3 separate regions of the Sus scrofa genome follow, and all the other regions are linked to region 1. The links are chromatin contacts, called in public HiChIP or PLAC-seq maps. All regions are on one chromosome and are shown on one strand. Each heading gives the region's core, a stretch centred on a gene start, on an enhancer-like site or on the middle of the called end of the contact. The rest is flanking DNA. Distances are from core to core; before and after follow the strand shown.

Region 1 (4,899 bases), core at 1,170-3,669:
CCCAAGCTGGCTTAATTAGCTTTTCCAACCTGCTTCCCTAATGATGAAGGGTGAATTCCATAGTATTCAGTGGTCCCTTTTTAACAGATTCAACAAACACGCCAAAGAGGCGACCTGTTCGGCACAGCTGGACTGGGAGGGCAAAGTCTCTCCTCCTCTCAGGACTTGAGTTTGCCTCTCTGGAAAATGAGAGGGCTGGACCATCAGCTTCCCAAACCTGAACACTCACTGAAGGATGAAGGGTGCTGGTTAAAGACACCGATTCCACAAAGATACATATACATTCTTTTTCTCATATGTATGATGGGGTCTCTTCGCTGTACAACAGAAACTGACGGAACACTGTAAATCAACTATACTTTAATAAAGACATTTTGTTTCAATAAATTGGGTTAACTCTTTGAATCAAATGAGAGCAGGCTTTACAATTCAGATTCCTAGGCCCCCCACTTTGGGCCCATTGTTGCACATTCCAGAGGTGGCCTGGGGACTTTGGACTATTAGCACATGTCCCAGATGTCTCTGGAGGAGGACGCTCCAAGGAGCGGAGAATGTGGCCTCTTGAGGCTCTGATGTTCAGGGGATGGCAGCAGCGTCAAGGGAGCCCGTCTCCTTCTCTGGGCTGGGCTGTGGTGGGACAGAGAAGGGTGGTGGTGAGGATCATTATCTTGTCTGCAAGGACGCGGCAGGATGTGGTTGACCCGAACTTCCCGCGAAGGGGGGCGGGGACCAGAGAACATGGGGAGAGATTCGTAGCCCGGATGGCAGCTCAGCCCGAAGGCCGAGACTGTGCTCAGTGGGGAGTGGGAAGTGAGGGCCTGGCCCCACCTCCTCGCTCTGACCTTGGCAGGTCATCTCGCACCTCCCAGAGCCTCAGTCTCCTCATGTGTAGAGTGGGGATGCTGATGGGTCATTGCGAGGACACCATAAGGAATGGTGACGATGACAAAATTTCTCTCTCAATTAATGCCAGGGAAATTCTCTTTCCTTGGGATGAGCATCCCCGTGAAAAGGGCCAAGGCCAAGGCCAGGAACCTGCTTCACAGGGTGCATTTTATTGATGACTCACTGCTTTGCCGTGGAGTGAGTGAGACCCTTGGCTTTACTGGCTTCGCTTTGCTTGACTGTTTAATGGGTTGCTTCCCCTGGCCCTCTCAGGATTCTTAAAGGCTGGATGAGACTCTGAATTTGGAAGTGCCCTTGTGTGGTCAGGGACTATGGCAAACATGTCCCATACCATCTTTGTTAGGCAGGGAAGTGTCTGACTTTCATAATGTCCTTGTTTTCCATTTGTCCTTTTTTAGACAAAGGAAGTAAAAAAGGATACACCCTGAAAGACTTTGTCAAATACCTTCTTCTCCCTTAGATTTGTTTTCCTTGGAGTTTAGCAGCTGATTAAGAAATGGCCACTGGATATCAACAGTGTGTGTAGCCTGGTGCCAGGTGTGGGAAGGGGGGTCCCTAACCATGAGAAGCTCACACCTAGTTTGGAAGGTAACACATGTGAAACAGCAATGTAACGATGCCAGTGGTGGTGATGATGCTGGAAATGCTGGGTACTGATCACGCCTCACACACACAAACCATCGTACAGTTATATAAGCAGCCTTATGACCATCCTCTTACTTCATATTCAAAACTATCCCCCAAAAGCCCCCAATTTCAAGGATGAACAAATGGAGAGTCATGACTTCTCTGAGATCAGATAAGAACAGAGCTGAGGTGGATTCACCAGTGCCATTGTCCCAAGACACCCCAGCTTTCTTCCTTGAAATTGCAACAAAGCATTGCAAAATGCATACCGTCATTAGAGAGTTACATGAGTCATCGCCATATGGGAAGTGAATGTGAAAAGGCAGGTCAGGAGATGGGGGGGGGGGGGGCGCAGTGATCAGAAGAGGCTCCGAGGAGAAAGGAGCAACTGAGTGGAGCCCAGGAGGCTGTGTGGTATTTGGATGGGATCTGGAGATGGGATCGCCACAAGCGGTGGAGATGGGAGTCTGAGTGGCACTCTGGGCAGGAGGAAACATGTAGGTATGAAAGGAAGCGAGTGCAAGGTGTGTCAGGAAACACCAGACCCTCATTTGACCAGAATGGGGGTGCATACATTAGACCTGCTCGAGAAAAGGAGGCATTGGGGATGGTTTCCCTTCTTTTGCCATAGGTGGGAGGGTCCCACCATCTTCCCTTTGACATCATTGTCCCTTTCAACCCCAAGTCCGTTTATAATCAAATCAAAGAGTAATCAAAGCAAAGGACTGTTTGCAGTCTTAGCCGAAAGACGCAGCCTGCCACTTCCGACTTTCGTTTAAAAGTGTCAGAGAGCTGCTGAAACAGGAACAGCACTGAGGCAGCGAGAGCAGCCCTGACTCACCAGGAGCACATCAAAGAAATAGCAGTGATAAGGGGCTGGCTGTAATGGTGCGTGTGAGCAAAGTTTTCCTGACACCCCTTGAGGCCTGGAAGGGCCCTTCTGGGCAGCCTCATTGTGGAAAGCAGCATGCGGTTTTCAGAATCTGGATGACTCACCACATGGGCAGGGTTTGGGGACAGAGAGGTAGTCGTGGTCTGCTGGGATGCTCGACCCAGAGCCCAGGCCTGGGGCCCTGGCTCACTGCACATGTCAGGTCTCCAGTGAGGTGAGATTCACCGGTCCAACCAAGCATCCATCCGTGTGTCCATCCATCCAACCATCTGTCTATTTAACAAATTATTCCAAGCACCCACTTTCTGCAGCCCCTCTGCGAAGTGCAAAATGATGTCGTGGTGACCAAAAGACACAGGCCCTGGCCTCATGGGGCAGTCTAGTGAGGGAGAGAAGGGTTGAAGAAATGATGACATGGGTAACTGAGTCACTGCTGCAATACGAGCTAGGAAGGGAAATACAGGGACTCTGAGGGTGGATGTGTAATAGGAGAGCTGACCTGGTCTGGGAAACCGGCTGATGAGCAGGGGCAGATGCTAAAAATGGATGAGACAGACGAGTAACTGTGCAATCGGTGTCTTAGCACCATCTCCCCCATCATCAGGGACAGTAAGAGCATAGAACTCACCCTTGTTCTTTCAAACTCCTTCACCCCTCCCCTCCCCCTTTTTTTCTACACACACACACAGCCTATGATGAGTTAATGGAAAAATCATGTGCTTTTGGTTCTCACAGACTTGGGTTTAAATCCCACATTCTCAATGTACTATCTCTGTGGCTTTGAATAAACCAAACGGGATCTGTTTTTGCTGTGTCCCCTAAGTTTTGGCATATTGTGTTCTTGTCTCATTTGTCTCTAAACATTTTCTAATTTCCCTGGTGACGTCTTCTTTGATCCATTGGTTGTTTGGAGTGTGTTTGTTTGATTCCCACAAGTTTGCGAATTTTCCAGTTTTCCTCCTGTTGTTAATTTTTAACAAAATCTTGTTGTGAAGATACTTTGTATAATATTTTTATAAATCTGTGGAGACTTAATTTGTGGCCTAACACATGGTCTTATCCTGGAAGATGTCTCATGTGCACTTAAGAACACATATTCTGTTGTTATGTCAGATGTAAAGCATTCTGTGTACATTGTTAGATCCAGCTGGTTTCATGTGTTGTTCGAGTCCTCTGTTTCCTCACCTCCTTCTGACAATTTTACCCATTACAGAAGATGAAGAATTCATAGCTCCTGTCATGATTATAGACCTGTCCATTTCTCCCTTCAGTTCTGTCCATGTTTGCCTCATGTATTTTGATGGCCTGTTATTAGGTGCGTAAATGTTTGTAATTGTCATAGCTTCATGCTGTATTCAATCTTTTATTAATAGAGGCACTCCCACTCTCTTCTGGTTTCTAGTTGCATGATCTATTTTTTCTATCCTTTCACTTTCAAACTATCTGTGTCTGAATATAAAGCGAGTCTTTTGTAACTAGTATATGTTGGGTCATGGTTTTTAATCCATTCTGCCAATCTCTCCGTTTTCATTGTTGAGTTTAATTTGCTTACATTTAATGATATCACTAATAATAAGGCTTACTCCTATCATTTTGCTTTTGTTTTCTACATGCTTTACAGGTTTTGTGTCCCTCATTTCCTACATTACTGTCTTTTCTGTTTAGTTGGGGATTTTCTGTAGTGAAATGTTTTAATTCCCTTCTCATTTCCTTTTATATATATGCTATACCTATTACTTATCAGTTATTGATATCAAAAATTACGTTTTTACACTATGCATCTAAAACCAAAGTAATTGTTGTTTTTTAGTGCATTAGTCTCAAATTACGTAGAAACTGTAATATGACTTTATGAACCAAAATTACAGTAATATTAGTTTTCAGATAGGTAATAGCTTTTAGCTTTTAAATTTAAAATATTTGCCAGCCCTTTATGGCCGCCTGGGTTTTTAGAGGAATTGGTCTATGGGTTGCAGCTGCCTAGATATAAGCCAGGATTCTGGAAGAGTTGGTTGGTCCCTGAGGAGGAGTCCTGCACATCACAGCCCAGGACATCCAAGAGGGTGGATATTGCACCATGGATGGAAGTGGTTTTGAAACTGGAGGGCTTTGAAAGAAAGCAGGGTCTTATGTATTGTTATAGCTCTCAACATTTTCAGACCAGGAGATGCTCCTTAGCCCTAGGGGTCTTTGCTCAAGCTCTTCCCCCTGCTGAGAATGTCCTATCTCCTTTGTGTACTTGCTGTCATCCCTAATCTTCCAAGTGTGCCTTAACATCTCCCCTTATTTCCTAATGAAATAATTAGGCACGTGAGCAAAGAAATGTATAAACCTATGAATGTGTGTGTATGTGTATATATATATATATATATTTTTTTTTTTGTCATTTTGCTGTTTCTTTGGGCCGCTCCCGCAGCATATGGAGGTTCCCAGGCTAGGGGTCGAATCGGAGCTGTAGCCACTGGCCTACGCCA
Region 2 (4,899 bases), core at 1,784-4,283, 330 kb after region 1:
ACTGTTAGTGATTCTGAATGAATGAGGGCACGTCAACTGCTTTGTCACAATGTATTCAGACCCTTTAGCCTCTTTGTCCAAATCCAAACTTAGATGCTTTTCTCTGGAGCCAGATTCTCTGTTCCAGGAACTTAAATATGTCTCACATTAGTGGGACACATGGAAAGAGGAGAAGCTGGGGACTCTGAGGCCTAAATGCTGGAGGTCAATGTTCATCAGAGGCCCCTGGAGTCCTTGCAAAGGCAGACTGCAAGCAGGGGCGGGTTTGCAGTGGGTAACAGATATGTGTGGGTGGGTGGGTGAGAAGGGCTTGGGGACTTGCTCATCTAGAACTAATGAGAGCCTGACGCAGAGGCAGCCCCTGCCCGCCGGACTGCAGCCTCCTACCTTACAAAAGCCACATCTGGAGAGACACTGGGAACCAGAGCCAGGCTGCCCCCACAACTGGCAATGCACGATGGATCCCCTTTTAGCCAATGAGGAGCGTGCCCTCTCCAACCCAATTAACTGCAGGCTCATAACTCCTAAGATGAGAATGAGGCCAGACCCAGACAGAGGAAGACCAAAGCCCCACAGCTGTGGCTAGGGGTCTGGGCTTGAGACGCGTCTTTAGAAGACCAGTGCTATGCTGTTGGCTGAGACCTGCAGAAGTCAAGGCTGGAGCAGATTTGGTCATGGACACAGAAGGGGAACTGTGAACCCAGCCCCCCTTCCAGATGTTAAACCAACAGGGCTGATGTGGGAAAGGGCTGGCAGAAAGGAGCTGCAGGAGTTTGGAAGAGCAGGTAACTTGGAACTGGATGGTTGGCAGCCTTGGAGACCAGGCTAAGTGACCTGGCCTTTACTGGGGGGGGAGGGGAGTGGGGGCTAAAATCATTGACTCCTAGCTGTCAAGCCCATATTCAGGTGTTTACTCAATTGTCTCACCAAACTGTATAACCATCGGATCATGGTGGCAGGGGTGGGTGGCTGCCCAGACTCCCCCTGGGAACCAAGACCCCAGGCCCCAACTTCAAGGGGGGATTGGGAGCTCTCAGAACCACTCTCAGCAGAGGTGAACCCCCTCTCCCAAGGTCAAGCCCTGGAGAGCCAGAAACCAATGATGGGTGGATTGTGGGAATATAAAAGCTCAGCGCCCTAGCCTCTGTTTAGGCAGTTCTGGAAAGCCACCCAGCTCCAGAGCATTCCTGCAGGTCGGCTGAGACCTCTGTGTGGCGACGCCACAGCCCTCTGTCTTCTGCCTCTGCCCCTTCTTGCTGCCCTCACTCCTCACCAGGATCTGACACTGAGAGCCCTCCTCCATCCACACCCTGCAAACTGGAACATTCTCCACTTTCCTGTTGTCAGATTCAGCAAATAAAAATGCAGGAAACCCACTTAAATTTGAATTTCAGTTAAACAAAGAACACTTTTCAAAGTATAAGTATATCCCAAATATGGCATGGGATATACTTACTTACGAAAAAGAAATCCTTCCTTTATCTGAAAGTCAAATTTAACTGGGCTTCCTGTATTTGATCTGGCAACCCTGCTCCATCTCTGAGTCCTTTCTTGGGCAAATCTGACCCATAACAAAGCCCATGAAGTGGTATGTTATTGTGCCTTTTTAGAAACAAAACTGAGCCTGAAAGGAGTCACAGTCACATCCCTGACCCTGGTTATTACCGGAGGGTGAAACCACAAAAGCAGGGGCCCTGGGAGCTGGAGCCGATGAATCTGTGGCATGGGGGTGCAGAAGCTCCTCAGCCCCGCCTCCAACTGGGCCAAGCTCTGGAGGTGATGGTTCCTCCCCGGGTTTTCCAGCAAGCCTCCCCGGGCAGAGCTGAACAACCCGGGAAGAACATTTTAATCAGCCGCCCTGTCTCTGCCTCTCTTGGCCTTTGCTTTCATTGTCAGAGTCTGTGTCAATAGCTGGAAATCCAGGCAGCAGCACAAGCTGACTGCCCGCTCCTTCCTAAGTAGAAATCTCACAAAGGGCAGGGCTCCCCTCTTTACAAGGAAAACAAACAGGTCTCCAGGCTCCCAGGGGGTGGGGGTGGGCTTGGGGGAGGGGCTGTGGGCAGGCAGCTGGCTCAGCCCTGCCCAGGTTCTAACCCTTTCCAGCTTCTGGCAGGTCAGACTGTGGGGAGGGCAAGCTTGCAGATCGCCCCTCTCCTGGAGGGTGAGGCTGGCTCGCTCACCTGGGCCCTGGCAATTCCACTCCATCCCTTCTCAGGAGCCAGCAGGACCTCTAAAGCAAATCGGATCTGCCACTCCCCTGCTCTCGAAACCACCCCGACCCCCACCCCATTAGCCTCTGGGTTTGCCTGTGTTCCCTCTGCTGGAATGCTCTTTCTTTTCCATTTGAGCTCATGGAATCCCACCTGCTTTTCAAGGCCCTTTCTTCACTGCCCTCTACCCTTGGTCAGAATGAGTCGCTCCCCTCTGGGCTCCATGGCATCCTTATTTGTGTCTGATGCCCTCACCCCAGGGTGCCCTGCCCTGTGGTTAGCTGGGCCTGTGTGGGTCTCTGCCTCCAGGCTGTGGGCATCACCTGACCTTTGCCCAGCGATGTCCGGTGCATGAGGTCGTTTTCCCATTCCTGCTCCCTTGCAGCTCTCTTGGATAGATACCACAGTCCCCATTCGAAAGATGGCCCACTAGAGGCCTAGAAGGTTTCCTGGAGTGCCCGTGGCCTGCTAGCTAATAACTGCAGAACGGGGCTCAACTACCCAGATCTCTTGGTCAGATGCCAGTGCTATTTCCCCCAAAGGCTGGACTTGTGATCTTATATGCAAACCACACCTAGCCCTGTGGGTAATCACGCAGTAGGGGCTCGTTAAATGCTGAATTAAATGCAGCGAAGCAGAGATTTTGCAGACATATCAAGGAGGGGGGCATTTGGAGGTGTCTCGTGGCTTCCAATAACGCTGAGAGAAGCCGCTTCCTCTGCTCTTTCTCCCCACACCCCTGCCTGCCCAGCTCCCAGTAGACTGTGGGGTGGCTAGGGCAGGAGTTCCACTTCCCGTTCTGCACCCTTCCTCTTTAACTGGAATGTGGGGCCGGGTGACTGGGAGGTGAGCCTCTGGGGCGTGGCGTAGGAAGCTACCATCACCATGCCATGGATGGTAACGCCAAGCGGAACTGGGACTGGGGCCCTTGCGGGCCAGGGAAGGGGTGTGTGCAGGTGCTTTCCACTTCTGGGGTGGCCCCAGCATCACCAGCCTACCTGGGAAAGAAGCAGACCTGGAATCTCCCACCTCCCACGGACCATTCGCAAGGCTGCCTTTGAGGATAGGGCCTGGGGGATTTTCCCCCAAACAAAAGCTCCATCAGGACATCAATCATGAGGGTGCCCCCTTCCAAGTAGATCCCAAGGCCCACCTCTTGGGACCCCGTCCACTGCCATCTCTGCCTCTTCCGGGCTCAGGTGGAGTCAGGGGTGCAGGAGGAGGGAAGGTGTACCAGGCAAAAGAGCAGTGTGGATCAAGTCCTAGAGGCTCAAGGAAGAGTAGGAGCAGATGGTGCCTTAGCTGAGGACATGGGTGGAGGCTGTGGGCGAGGCTGCAGAGGCAGAAGAGGTAGGATGCCGGGAGCCTGGCATGCCATGCCAGGGAGTTTGGGAGTCCTCCTGAGGACAGATGGAAGCCACGGGATGCCCATCACGGGGGAGGGGCCATGATTTGGTTGACAATTTAGAATGATCCCTCTAGAAGCCACAGAAGGATGGGCAGAGGGAGGGAGGAGAGCAAGACAGCGGCAGTCCAGCCCAGGACTGATTTTTCTGGGGCCACTCAAAGTAGAGGGAAGAATTGGCTGGTGGGGTCTGGCCTCACAGAGCATAAATCCTTGGAAAGTGGCTTATCTGAGCTCACACACCTGGGAGACTTTGGGCAAGTCACTTAACCTCTCAGAGTCTCGATTTGTTCTTCTGTGAGGATACCTAGCTCCCAGGGAGATCCCGAAGTTGAAAAAAAAGGTGATAACATCTGAGAGGGTCCGGGGGCACATAGGGATATGACTGTACTTGACTGGGGGAGACCGAAGATGAAAACGGCATAGTCTACAATTGCCCGGTTTGGAACAAGGACTCTGGGGCCGGTGCTGCTGGGTTTGAACACTGGCTCCACTACTTAGTGGTATGCAGTTTGGGTCTAGCCACTTCCTTTCTCTGAGCTTCCTCTTTAGCTTCTGCATAATGGGTATGATAATATCTGCCCCACAAGGGTCTGTGGCAGGGTCATATGAGATGATTGTCAGTTCTTGGGACACTTCAAGCATTCCAAAGATGGGAACGGTTGTCACCGTCATCAGTACTATCGTCATCCTGAGGGAACTAGAATCAAAAATATTTTTTCTTTTGATATTCGTTATCAACATGCTGTATAGGCAGCAAATAATTATTTTAATAACGAAAAGTTAACTCATCAAGAAAATGAGAAGACAAGCCATAGACTGGGAGACAATATTTGTGAAACACATATCTGATAAAGGAATGTTACCCAAAATAGACAATTCTTTGTTGTTGTTGTTGTTTTGTTTTGTCTTTTTACGGCTGCACCCACGGCATTTGGAGGTTGCCAGGCTAGAGGTCTAATTGGAGCTGTTGCTGCTGGACTGCACCACAGCCACAGTAATGCCAGATCAGAGCCCTGTTTTTGACCTACACCACAGCTCATAGCAATGCCGGGTCCTTAGCCCACTGAGCGAGGCCAGGGATCGAACCCACAACCTCATGGTTCCTAGTTGGATTTGTTTCCGCTGCACCAAGACAAGGAACTCCCCAAAATAGACAAAGAATTCTGAAAACTCAACAGTAAGTAAATTAACAACCTTATTTAAAAATGGACAAAAGGGAGTTCCCCGGTGGCTTGGCAGGTTCAGCATCCAAGGTTGTCACTGCTGTGGCTCAGGCACAGC
Region 3 (4,899 bases), core at 1,264-3,763, 280 kb after region 1:
CCCCAGAGAAAACCACTAATGTATTAAAGATGCAAGATGCACATATTAAAATGAGTAACAGCAACAAAAAAAATAGTAATACCTAATATTTACAGAATCCTTTCTCTGAGCCAGGATTATAGCGGAGGCTTTTGGAAAGTCTAGACCCCTAAGGTAGCTACTACTATTCCCATCCCATGAAGGAGAAAACCGAGGCTAAAGTGCTCAATGGCGGAGGACCTGGAAATTCAATCTGAGTAGCTGGGTCAAGTGTATCCAACTGCGAAGCCTCATCAATTCTCTTTCCTTGCTGCTTCCTCCGGGAAGCCTTCCCAGATAGCTTAGGTTGGTCTCAGGGCCATTTGCAACTGCCACCTGCAAGGGCCCCTTCATCCCCAACCCAGCCAGCAGGACCCGGGAAGGGAGATCTCAGGTGCACACCTGGGAGGTGAAGTCGTGCTGCTGCAGCTGCCGTCCCTCCCTCAGGTCCCAGGAGCGCACGGTGTTGTCCAGGCCCCCAGTCCATAGCTTTGTGCCATCGTGGGAGATGTCTATGCAACTGGCCCCGTCCGTGTGGCCCTGGAACTGCCTAGGAAGGCCACGTAGGGATTGGGGTGAGCCCTGTGGAAGCACCAACTGCCAAACTGACAGTCATCCCAGGGAGCGGGCCGGGCTTGCCGGAGCAGATGGGGACACCGAGGCCCATGGTCCCCTGGTGAGCTCACAGCAGAGCCTGGGCCCCTCTCCCACTGACACAGACGGCCATGCCACACTGGAGGCCGATACTGGGCCAGGCACTGCAGCCTCTGCGCTGGGGCTCAGCTCCAGGGACAGGGCTTCACTCTGCCTGTTTCACACAGAAGAAACTAAGGCCCAGGGAGAGGTATGTGACTTGCGCAAGGTCATATGGAAGCAGGATTCAAACCCAGCAGCTTGGCTCTGAAGTCCCACACTTGACCCCCGGAGCGTCAATGCCAGGCACAGCCAGCGTAGCCTTCCCGAGAACAAGGACCCCTGCTCCCTCCCGCACCTCACCTGACCAGGGTCTGGTTGTGCAGGTCCCACACGGCGATGTTGCCATCACTACAGCAGGAGAAGCAGACTTTGGCATCGGGGCTGATGGCCAGGGCATAGCAGGCAGGAGCCGAGGACGTCAGCTCAGCCTTGATGCGGGGCGTGGGTGAGGCCAAGTCCCAGATGGTGAGCGTGCTGGCCTCGCCGCCCACGATGAGCGTCCGTCCATCAGGGAGCAGCTTGCAGGAGCGGATATAGTTGTCCCTGTTCTGGAGGGAGAAGGGGCAGTGCTCAGGGCCACCCAACCCCCTCCTCCCGGGGGCATCACATCCAGCAGCACCCTTATCACTTCTGCTCACTTCTTGCCCTTATTCACGGCAGTTCCAGGAAGCTGCCAGGCCATCTCCATTCCTCATTTATAACCTTGCAAACTTTCAGTCATCTCCTCGTAAGGCCCTGCAGGTCAGTATCATCTCCATTTACAGATGATGAAAGTGGGCCTCAGAGAGGTTTGCCGGTTTGCCCAATGTTGCCCAGCCAATACAGGGTCGAGCCCGGCCAGGTCGATGGGGGTGTGCCCCCGGCCCAGGTTGCCCTGCTCTCCTGGCTGGAGATGCCCAGAGCCCCAGGATCCTCACCAGACAGTCCAGCTGGGAGATGGGGCTCTTGCTGCCTGGCTGGCTGATGTCCCAGATCTTCACGCAGCCTTTGCCACCAGTGTAAACGTGCCGCGTGGGGTTGCTGATGGTCACAGCGCACACCACCTCCCCGTGGCTGAGTGTGTTGATCTGCCGGGCGTGCCTGGGGATGTTGGGGCCTGCCAGGGCGTCGTGGGGGAAGGGCACGGGCTGCATCTGCCCATCAGCACTCACGTGGAAAGAGTACGCTCTAGAAGGGGGAGAACCATCACTCCTGGCATCTCTAATCCTCTAACGGTTCCCAGGGGTTCTGCCTGGATTGACTGGTCCCACCCCCTGCCTCCAGGTGCTCCCTCCCCAGATCCTAGGGAAGCCGGTACCCTGGCCTCCTCCGTCTGGCTCTGCCAGGGTGGAGAGTGCTTCATAACCCTGCCTTGACCTCTACTCCTGCTTACCCAGCCTTGCTGCCAACCAGGTGGCTAACCCCACACTGCCTTGGGACAGCCTTTCCTACCAGCTACAGAATCCTTAACACAGGGATCCTGGAAACGATGCCGTCTGAATGCTTCCCCCCGTCGCCCAGGAGCCAGTGATATTAGGAAGGAAAATTGGCTCCTCAAATGAATCATCATCACTTGAACACATCGTCATCATCAAATGAATCATCATCAAATGAACACATCACAGCCGGGCCTGAGCGGGCATGGTCTGCCTACTGGTTTAGGTCACAGTGGGCACCAGCTGGGGGCGGAACCCCCGGGAGCCCCCAAGACGGGGGCATGGCACCAGCTCCATGGCATCTGGATGGGAGAGCCTGGCATCTGAAGTGTCCCTTCTCTCTCAGAGCCCAGGGACTACAGCCTCAACCCCAACCTCCCTCATTCCCTTTCAGAGGGAGCCTGGGGCTGAGCAGGAGTGTGGCCAGGCAGCCATTGCTGGCACTGCAGCCTGGCCTGGGGGCGCCTTTCCTGGGGGGGGTGGTCTCCCAGGGCAGGGAAGAAGTGGATGGGTGGTATGCTCACCCCCGCCCTCCCCAAGAAGCGTACAACAAATACAAATACAGCCAGAGCTTACGGTTTTCCACCAGGAATAGAGGCAAGGCTTGAGGGCAGGCCCGTGGCCCGCATGGGAGGGTGAGGGTCAAAGCCAACCTGTAAAGCAAGACAAGGCCCTCAGTGAGGGTGCCGCCACGCATCCCCCACCACACATGCCCCACCCCGCCTTCCTCCTGCACTGCTTCCCCCTCAGAACCTGAGGGGCAGCCAAGCAGAGCAGAGCCCCTTGTTCCAGAGAGAACACATGCCCAGGAGGGTCACGTGCCTTTCCCAGGACAATGGCAGGGACAGGGTGACAGTCCAGACCCTCAGACTCTGAACCAGGATCTTCCACCCCCACCCTCCGCTCGTTCTCCCTGTTCTGCAAGACAAGCTGATCCCTGTCCCCTCTCCTGGTGTCCCAGCAGGCCATGTAGAGAAGAGACCACCACCCCATGTTCAGGAGGTCAGGAGAGAAACTGCCCCTGCCAACCCAAGTGCTGAGCAGTAACAGCAGACACATCTTTGTGTACCTGGCAGCCCCATTTGCCAAGGAAACTCACCTCACTCACTGCGGGGATTCCCATTCCCACAGAGCCCAGAAAAACAGGTGTCAGCCTCGATTTCCACATGGAAAGGGAGGCTGTGTTGCATGAGGTCACAGGGTGACTAATGGGCAAGCAGGATGAGACCCAGGTTTGCTGAGCCCCAAGTGTGTGTTCCTGTCTTGTTTCTAATAAACAGTCTACCCGAAAGGCAGCGACGTGGTCACCAGGAAGGGCATCCCTAACCCACTCCAACTTCCCCATTCAGGGCCCGGTCCCCCCAAAAAAGGAGCCAAAAGGTCTACGTACAGCTCCAAAGCTCACCATTGGCGATCGGCCATAGGCGGCAGCAGCGGCAGCGGCAGCCGCGCTCATCTGGGGTGGGATGTTGTGCAGGCCGGCATAGGCGCTGGGGCTGGTGAGGGAGCCGTTCATCTCGTGGTGGCTCATCATGGCAAAGGGCGCAGCATAGGAGCTGGTGATGGAGATGGGTGTGCGCAAGGCAGAGGCTGCAAGGAGTTGGGCGTCAGCTGGGAGATGCTGTCAAGGGCAGTGGGCCCCATCCCTCCATCCAGGAAAACACCCAGGCCACCAGGTTGCCTCCTAGCCCAGCAGCCATACTTCCTGCGTTCTAAAGCTGTCTTCTCCAGGCAGTCCTCCCAGATGGAACCCACCAGCCCAAGAAGGTGTGAGTTGAGAGATGTGCCCACCTCTAGAGCAGGACTCAGAGGCTCAGAGAAGGGGGTTGTTCGGAGCCTCAGAGAACTAACGACAGAGGCAGGACAGACAGTAGGTGCGCTGACTTGTCTGGAGCTCCTTCCACACACCTAGCTGGGCAGTGGCTCCAAGACGCCTGGACATCGGCATTGAAGCCCTGGGCACTCACCTTCTCAAACCCGAGCAAGTCCCACAGAGACAAGCCCTGGGAAGGTCCCAACTCCGACACCCTCCCCGGTGCTCTAGCCCATCTGCGAGGCTCCAGCCCTGGCCCGGGGCAGACCCCCCACCCCCTCCCGCCAGCGGGCAGCCCAGCCCCACAGTGCCTACCCATTATACCTATCGGGTCCATGCCTGGAGGTTTGCCTGGCATCGACCGGAGCCCCGGGGTCGTGCTGGTGCCCGGAGTTGGGGCATCGTTCCTTGGGGTTGGAGTGTTGGACTTGAGCCCAGGGGTGGAGGATTTGTCATTCTGCAGAGGGAAGGTGCAGAGACCAAGGGAAGCCATGAAGATTCCTTTCTCCCAAGAGCTAGGCACCACGTGAAGCCAGTGCTGGCCCCGGTTTTGAACCTTCTGCCCCACAGCCCCTCAATTCTTTGCCCAGCCTTGTTTGGCAGGGACTGTGATGACTGTTCCCATTTTACAGATGCAGTAACCAAGGCCTAGAAGTGTTAATGAACTAAGCACAGGGCTCAACCAGCAGTAGGTGGTAAAGCCAGGGTTTGAACCCAGGCCAAGCCCCAACCCACATGCTTTCTATCCACTCCTCCGCCTTCCAATTAGCACCACTCCGGCTCCAGTGCCCTTTCCAGACCTTGTTCCTCTGCCCCCACCCTCCCCAGCCCTCTCCCAGCCTCATACATGACCAAGGTCTTTGGTCTTGGAGGAGGGCGTGCTGCTGGAGGAGGCCACCGAGGCAGGGCTGGTGGGGGCGTCCTTCTTCAGGCCACGGGCCTTGTCCAGCCCGTTCT

What was found. HiChIP or PLAC-seq counts read pairs in DNA pulled down with a chosen protein or histone mark.
Region 2: an H3K27ac HiChIP or PLAC-seq map of alveolar macrophages shows a contact between it and region 1. The contact joins two enhancer-like sites. A contact is called at or near these places in 1 of 47 Hi-C or Micro-C datasets (blood) and 1 of 2 datasets of contacts at active chromatin or transcription factors (alveolar macrophages).
Region 3: a contact with region 1 is called in an H3K27ac HiChIP or PLAC-seq map of alveolar macrophages. The contact joins two enhancer-like sites. A contact is called at or near these places in 1 of 47 Hi-C or Micro-C datasets (skeletal muscle) and 1 of 2 datasets of contacts at active chromatin or transcription factors (alveolar macrophages).

What each region holds. Positions count from the first base shown.
Region 1 is chr1:167,536,457-167,541,355 of Sscrofa11.1, forward strand. It overlaps LOC100626276 (a long non-coding RNA gene), which reads left to right. Exons shown (of 3, transcript XR_131319.4): 3 at 1-4,761. Among named protein-coding and RNA genes, the nearest start is that of RPLP1, 240 kb to the left of the region's middle. Within about 2 kb of position 2,420, at least 22 of the 83 cell types and tissues checked have an H3K27ac peak or open chromatin away from gene starts, as enhancers often do. A contact at or near this core is called in alveolar macrophages, where this site is marked.
Region 2 is chr1:167,867,813-167,872,711 of Sscrofa11.1, forward strand. No RefSeq gene overlaps it. Among named protein-coding and RNA genes, the nearest start is that of TLE3, 14 kb to the left of the region's middle. Within about 2 kb of position 3,034, at least 40 of the 83 cell types and tissues checked have an H3K27ac peak or open chromatin away from gene starts, as enhancers often do. A contact at or near this core is called in alveolar macrophages, where this site is marked.
Region 3 is chr1:167,813,263-167,818,161 of Sscrofa11.1, forward strand. TLE3 (transducin-like enhancer protein 3) reads right to left here. Exons shown (of 20, transcript XM_021100790.1): 11 at 4,790-4,899; 12 at 4,267-4,399; 13 at 3,535-3,719; 14 at 2,706-2,782; 15 at 1,632-1,881; 16 at 1,015-1,262; 17 at 421-568. Among named protein-coding and RNA genes, the nearest start is that of TLE3, 40 kb to the right of the region's middle. Within about 2 kb of position 2,514, at least 4 of the 83 cell types and tissues checked have an H3K27ac peak or open chromatin away from gene starts, as enhancers often do. A contact at or near this core is called in alveolar macrophages, where this site is marked.